Linked DNA regions of Capra hircus: region 2 is linked to region 1. A link is a contact called in public Hi-C data. All regions are on one chromosome and are shown on one strand. The core of a region is the stretch at or near the end of the contact, and the rest is flanking DNA. Distances in the headings are between cores, read along the strand shown.

Region 1 (3,974 bases), core at 751-3,250:
GAAGGAAATGGCATCCCACTCCAGTATCCTTGCCTGGAGAATCCCATGGACGGAGGAGCTTGGTGGGCTACAGTCCACGGGTCGCAGAGTCGGACACGACTGAGTGACTTCACTTTGTCTTGATGTATTTTCTGATCTCCTTGTTAATCCATTGCTTTTTTGTTGTTGTTGTTAAGTACCATGGTGTTTAGTCTCCATGTTCTTTTCCTGTTTTAATTTCTATAGTTGATTTCTAGTTTCATACTGTTGTGGTCAGAAAAAAAATACTTGATATAATTTGTATCCTATTAAATTTGTTGCTTGAATTGATCTCTTACTGTATTGATCCCTATGTCATTAATAGTATAGGCTTTGTCTCAGGCCTATTTGTCTGAGTATGGCCACCCTTGTTTTCTCGTCATTTCCATTTGCGTGGAATCTCTCTTCCCTTCCTCTCGCTTTCAGTCTGTGTGTGTCTTCTGCCCTAAAGTGGTCTCTTGTAGGCAACATGCTGAAAGTCTTTGTTTTATATCCAATCAGCTATCCTATTTCTTTTCTATAGGAGCAGGTAGCCTATTGACCAGAGAAGGCGATGGCACCCCACTCCAGTACTCTTGCCTGGAAAATCCATGGACGGAGGAGCCTAGTGGGCTGCAGTCCATGGGGTCACTAAGAGTCGGACACGACTGAGCAACTTCACTTTCACTTTTCACTTTGATGCATTGGAGAAGGAAATGGCAACCCACTCCAGTGTTCTTGCCTGGAGAATCCCAGGGACGGCGGAGCCTGGTGGGCTGCTGTCTATGGGGTCGCACAGCGTCAGACACGACTGAAGTGACTTAGCAGCAGCAGCAGCCTATTGACATTTAAATTATTCATCAGTATGTGCTTATTTCCATTTCATTCCTTGATTGCCAGTTGTTTCTGTAGTTCTTCTTTGTTCATTTCTTCTTTTTGTTTTTCCCATTGTGGTTTGATGATTGTCTTCTGTAGTATGCTTGAATTCCTTTTTGTTTTTTGTCTATCTGTTGTAGGTTTTTGATTTGTAGTTCCCATGGAGTTCATATATGTTGACCCATAATTGTACCTCTGTGTGTTAGTCACCTAGTCATATCTCTGACTTTGCAACCCCATGAACTGTAGCCCACCAGGCTTCTCTGTCCATGGGAATTCTCCAGGCAAGAATACTGGAGCAGGTTGCATGCCTTTCTCCAGGGGATCTTCCCAACCCAGGGATTGAATTCTGGTCTCCTGCATTGGCAGGTGGATTCTTTACTGTCTGAGCCACCAGGGAAACCTCATGGTTATAACCTACCTGCTTTAAACAGATAACTATTAAATTTCAAACATATTCTAAAAGGTCTAAATTTTTTCTCCTCTCCCTCACATTTTGTTTTTATGTCATATTGTATATCTTCATGCTTATCCTTTTGCTATTTATTGTAGTTACAGTTGCTTTTACAATTTGTTTTGTTTTTTTTCAGTCTACACACTGGCTTAAGTGATCTTCAATCCTTACTATATATTTGCCTTTCTTGGAATTTTTTTCTTTCCTGTTGATGCTTATTTCTCTCCATTTAGAGAAGAACCTTCAACATTTTTTTTAGAATGGGTTTAGTATTGCTGGATTCTTTTAGTTTTTGCTTGTCTTAAAAATTCTTTCTGTCTCTTTCTGTTCTAAGTGATGATCTTGCTGGCGGAAGTATCCTAGGTTGTAGGTTCTTCTCTTTCAGCACTACCATTTCTCTTTCTGGCCTGCAAGGTTCCTGCAGAGAAAGCTGATAGCACTATGGGGATTCTCTTGTATGTGTGTTTCTCATGTTGCCTTGGGAATCCTCTTGATCTTTAACTTTTACCAGTATGTAATGGTTGTGGTTGTCCCAGCTCTAATGCAGGGTTCTGGTGTGGAGTGGGTAGAGCCCGGGCATTTGCCAGCTGGGAGTGGGGCTCATGGCATGGTGGTTGCTGGGGTCCCGGGGGCTGTGCTGCGCTGGAGGCCTGGGCTGCATCCGTGGTGCTGTTGGAGCACCAGCAGTGCTCACTGCTGCCCCACCTGGACTACCCGCAGGCCCTCGGGTTGCCTCTACATCTGTTAGAGCAAGTCTTTTCTCAGCACTTGGCTGCCCTAGATTCAGTCAAGTTGTGGCATGAGGTCAGTAAGCCAGGGTGTTCACTCAGTTAGGATTGGGGAATGTGGCCACATAGGCAGAATACTGTCTGGGATACATCACAGTAATATTTTTTTTTGATCTGTCTCCTAGAGAAATAGAAACAAAAACAAAAATAAACAAATGGGACCTAATTAAACTTCAAAGCTTTTGCACAGCAAAGGAAACGAAACAAAAGGAAAAGACATCTTGGATTGGGAGAAAATATTTACAAATGATGTACTGGATAAGGAGTTAACATTCAAAATATAGAAACAACTCCCACAGCTTAATTGAAAAAAGAACCCCATCAGAAAGAGCAGAAGGCCGGAAACAGACACTTCACCAAAGAGGACATACAGATGGCCCGCAGGCATGTGAAAAGACGTCCAACGTCACAAATTATCAGGGAGAAGCAAAGCAAAACCACCACAAGTTGGTGATCTGGCTGTCATCCTTTGGCTCAGCAGGTGTGGGGATGGTGGGACTATGAGTGGGTGATTGGACCCGGAAAGGTACCTGTAGAGACCCAGTACCTGAACGTTTGGGACAGTGAGCGATCACTATGTCGCCCAGCCCCGAGGTCACTACCAACATTGAGCTCCAGGTGGCGCCATTTGTATATAATATGAAAAGTCCTGCTCAGTGAGGGTGTGGTCCTCTCTTCCATCTGTGGGTGGGTAGCTCTCCTCCGCCCTCTGTACCGGCATGGCTGTTGCTCAGGTTCACAAACCGGTGGATAAACACAAGTGGACACAGGCTGAAACTCAACCAGCTGCTTTCCAGTGGGGATGCTCTATCCAAGTTCCCTGCCTGTTTCCAGCATTGTTGCTCAGAGCTGAGAACTCACTCACCCCTTACCCTTGCTGTCCAATCAGGATGAGGGCTAGATCCTGAGAGGCATTAGCCAGGCAAAGGATATTTTAGGCCAAAAGAATAAAATTTAAGTTAAAATGGAGTTTCTCTTTGGAAGTATTAATGATAATAACTGACATGCAAAAGAGTAAAAAATCTGAATTGACCAATAAGTGAATAAGTTATAAAGGAAGTAAAAAGATCTATACTCTAAGAAAGGCATTAGACTTTAGATTTTAATTAGGTCTAAAGGCATTAGACATTAGATTTATTAACCAACTCATTGTGCATTCAAAGAAAGAATTCCTAGGTTATAGAAAGTGGTCCAGAGAATATGGACATTACTCAAATCATTTTAATTGTTAGCATAAGTCTCTTAACAAATCTAGAAAAACAAAATAGAATAAAATCCAGGTCAATGTCCCCCATAAATGGAAGGAAAATTTCCAGATAAAATACTAACAAATTGAGCTCAGCAATGTTTTGACAAGTACTCAAAATAACTGATAGGGTTGCTTTCAGAAATACAGAAATACCTCAGTGTTAGAAACTTCGTCAGTGCATTCCAGCACATTCACGTGCTGAAGATGGAGTAACACTTCGATCATCTTGAGAGATGCAGAAATGCTGCAAAGTTAAGGCAGAAGTCTGAAATTCAGTCATCTCCTCCCTTGACTGTTCTTCCAGCAGTAGGAACAGAAAGCTGGAGCACAAATTCATCTTTTTTTAAAAAGTTTGAGAGAGGACAGCTGAGGGTGTCTGAATCCTCAACTACCTTGACTGCAGATGGCAAAAAAGGGAGAGCTGTGGGGAGAGAGGGTGAGAGACACTGGAAAAGTGATTGAGGCAGAGACACGGAAATGTAGAAATGGAGCAGAGACAAGAGCAGAGGGAAGGACTGAGGCTCAGAGAGAGGGGGTCCTCAGAGACATTTCCTCATCTGAAAACCATGATCCTGACGATTGCCAGCCACAGAATTGAGGGCTGAGTCAT
Region 2 (3,861 bases), core at 1,361-3,860, 140 kb after region 1:
AGTATTTGTAACTGCTTGATGAAGCATTTTTATGATGGCTACTTTACATCTTCATCAGATAATTCCAACATCTAATTCAGCTCAGTGTGAGCATCTGTTGATTGTCTTCCCATTCAAGGTGTGACCTTCCTGGTTCTTGTTATGATGTGTGATTATTTTATTATATCCTGAACATTTTAGATATTATGATTAAAAAAAAAAACTCTGGATCTTATTTAACTCTTCCATTTTAGCAGGCAGTTGCCATGTCTAGGTTTAGCATGCAGGTCCTGGCCTAGTTTTGTGTGCTGTGGTTCCAGTGACAATTTAATTTTCAGAAGACTTGTAGTGTTATTCTGGTCTTTTTACTTTCCCTAGTTATGGTTGCACTTGCATCCAATTTGTTTTGGCACCAACAGTGGAAATTGAAAGAATTTCCCAGTGCCTGCATGATGCTGCTAGATTATGGGTAGGAGATACTGGCATGAAGGGGTGGAGAGCACTTTCTTCCTGGACTGCCCAGTGGCAGCGGGGCTTCTGCTTGATCACTGCTGATAACGCCCATGGGAGAGAAAAGCACCTACTTGAGTGTCTTCTACCGCTGAATGAAGGCTAGAGAGCCAGTGGGTGTGGGCCACCTCCTGCCATTGGGTCAGTTGAGAAATGCTGGTTCACTGTGTTGTTCCTCAAGTCCTAAGGTCCCAAGTCACTTAGGCTTCTACTTTATACCTTTCACAGACTTCTTACAAATGTCTGTTGTATTATTTCTAGAATTTTTGTTGGCCATATCAGAGAGAGGTAGGGAGAAATTAACCTCTGCCAACTTGTCTGGAACCAGAAGTTACCATTTATTATTCTAATAATTTATTGGTAGGGTTTTAAAAAATTTCTTATGTACCCAATCCTATTGCTTATGAATGCACTCAGTTGCCTCAGTCATTTTTGACTCTACAACCCTATGGACTGTAGCCCGCCAGGCTCCTCTGTCCCTGGGGTTCTCCAGGCAACAATACTGGAGTGGGTTGCCAGGCCCTCCTCCAGGGGATCTCCCTGACCTGGGCACCAAACCTGCGACTCCTACATCTCCTACATTGCAAGCAAATTCTTTACACACTGAGCCACATGGGCTTATGAATGAGTTTAATTACTCTCTTTCTCATCTTTATATCTTTTCTTTAGCCTCTCTAATACATAGTAGAATAAAAGTCATGATGAGGGCATTCTAGTCTTCCTCCTGATCAGAAAGCAAAAGCTTTCAACATTTGGCTACTAAATATAATGCTTGCATAGTATTTCTGTGAGTACACATTATTCTATTAAACAATTTCCTTCTATTTTTTAGTTTTTTTTACACATAAATGAATGTTTAATTTTATTAAATGATACTTCTGCATCTGTCTCAGTTATGTTAACATCCACTGTTGACCATTATCTAGATCTAGGGCTGCCAGGTAAAATACAGGACATTCAGTTAAACTTGAACTTCAGATAAACAAAATTAATTTTCAGGATAAATATGTTCAATATAGGGCTTCCCTGGTGGCAGGAGACCCAGGTTCGATCCCTGGGATGGGAAGATCCCTCCGAGAAGAGAATGGCTACCCTCTCCAGTATTCTTGCCTGGAGAAATCCATAGACAGAGGAGCCTGGAGGGATAGAGTCCATGGGATCAAAAAGAGTTGGACATGACTGAGCAACTAACACACATACATGTTCAATATAACTTTACTACTTATAATTTTATAAGTAGTTCCCATGAAATTTATAGGCCGAATCTGGCAACCTTCCTAGATTTATTATTTCATTAGGGACTTTGCAAAATGGGGGTTGCTAATTTATCATTCTTTCTTCATTTACTAGATACTATATACAGAAACATCTGTACACTAATATACACATACACTACTATGCAGAGAAACATCCCTCATTAATTCCTTGGTTGCCCTGAGTTGCAGGTAATACAGAAAAAACAACTCAAATGCTTCAGTTTTCAGACTTAGCTCTTTCTGAAGGCAAACAAACATTGGGTGTGTGTGTCTGTGTTTAATACTATTACGAATATATAGGTTTTAAACATATTTGCTCTTTCAATTTCCACCTTTGACTAGTAGGAGCCTCCTTGATTTATAGTATGACGAGATGTCATCCTCTTGCCATACTGTACAGTATGCCAGTACAGTATGGCTGACAGTACAGTCAGGCTCATCGCTGTACACTTCCTCACCAAACCCAGAAATCAGTCATTTCTCAAAGAGCTTTGATTCCTACTAGTTTACCTATCTACCGAAAGCCAGCCCTCCCCACAAGGGTTTGTAGCTGCGCTAGGCGGCGGGACTCTGGAGGCTGTTCGTTTCTACCTCTCCCGACGGGCGCCCCCCTACCCCTACCCAGCGGCGTCCTCAGCCCACCCTCGGCGGCTGCCCTGGTCCGCGCGACAGGAGCGATGGCAGGGCTCGCGCGCACGTCCCCGGACTCGCCCGCGCCCGTGGGTCTAAGGAGGCGTCCGTCCAGCCTAAGCCGGGGCCTCGGGTCCAGCGGCGCGACCCCGCCGGAGGAGGGGCGAGGGGAAGGGGGCGGCCCTCGCGGGACCTCTGGGCCTCAGCGCCTCGCCCCCTCCCCTCCCGGCCGGGGCCACGCCCAGGCGCTGGGACGCGGAAAGGGGAGAAGCTGCGGGCAGAGCCGAGGGCCGACGAAACGTGAGGCTATAAGCACCCGCGCCGCGGGTCCTCTGCCACCCCTGGCGCGGGGGCACAGGGATCGGTCGCGGCCCTTTGATCTCGTTGGGAAAAAAAAAAAGAGAGAGAGAAATGTATAAAACATTTGCACGATTCCAAAGCCCAGGTTTTATAATGAGGTATATTCCCAGAGGTCTAGCTGCAGTCTCTGTGCCCGCTATCGCATTTCTTCTCCAGGCCTCCCGGGTGGTCAAGAATCCGGCTGCCAATGCAAGAGACACGGGTTCCATCCCTGATTCGGGAAGATCCCACACGCCACAGGACAGCTAAGCCCCTGAGCCAGCAACTGTTGAGCTTGGAGAACCACAGCTACTGAGCCCACACTGCAGCTACTCAAGTCTGCGCACCCTAGAGCGTGTGCTCTGCAACAAGAGAAGCCACCCCAATGAGAAACCTGCCCTCCGCAACTTGAGAACAGCCCCCGCTAGCCACAACTAGAGAAACGCCTGCACAGCAACGAAGGCCCAGGACAGCCAAAAATTAAAAGAAAAAGAACTGCTGGAAAAAAAGAGTTCTTATTTTCACCTGTAAATAACTATATTTATGGGATTTTTATTCATTTCCAGTGTTTCTCTTTGAAAATACACAAACGTATGTATGTGTGTATTTGCATTTCCCTTCTTTCTTACACGAAAGGTAGCATGTTGCATACACCATCCTACACTTTACTATTTTGTGTAACACTTTATCATGGCGGTCATACCATAACAACATGTAAAGATCTCATTTCTTTTTTAGAGTTGCATAGTACTCTACTGTGTAAATATACCTTAAGTTTATTCAATCATTCCACTATTGATGGATATTTTGGTTTCAAGTATTTTTCTGTTACAAAAAATACTACCATTAACACCCTTGTACTTTCATTATTTTGTATTTTTGTCACTGTATCCTTGTGATAGAACCCTAGAAATGAGAGCAGAATGAGAATTTCTGGATCAAAGGGAATATATAAGTTCTTTAGAAGTGAGAGTGATATGTAAAAAGCTACATGTATGTGACTTTGCTGGAGATTACCAGATCCTCCTCTATATGAGTGAAAGTCATTAAGTTCTTTCTGGCTCTTTGTGACCCCATGAACTGTAGCCCATCAGGCTCCTCTGTCCATGGGATCCTCCAGGCAAGAATACTGGAGTGGGTTGCCATG

Evidence for each region. A called contact is a pair of places that touch in the nucleus more often than the background predicts.
Region 2: a Hi-C map of blood shows a contact between it and region 1, with 4 times the contacts expected there. The contact joins two enhancer-like sites. A contact is called at or near these places in 4 of 5 Hi-C or Micro-C datasets (blood and liver).

Annotation. Positions count from the first base shown.
Region 1 is chr18:50,237,306-50,241,279 of ARS1.2, forward strand. No RefSeq gene overlaps it. Among named protein-coding and RNA genes, the nearest start is that of LEUTX, 22 kb to the left of the region's middle. Within about 2 kb of position 2,001, at least 1 of the 5 cell types and tissues checked has an H3K27ac peak or open chromatin away from gene starts, as enhancers often do.
Region 2 is chr18:50,371,696-50,375,556 of ARS1.2, forward strand. No RefSeq gene overlaps it. Among named protein-coding and RNA genes, the nearest start is that of TRNAC-GCA, 5.7 kb to the left of the region's middle. Within about 2 kb of position 2,611, at least 1 of the 5 cell types and tissues checked has an H3K27ac peak or open chromatin away from gene starts, as enhancers often do.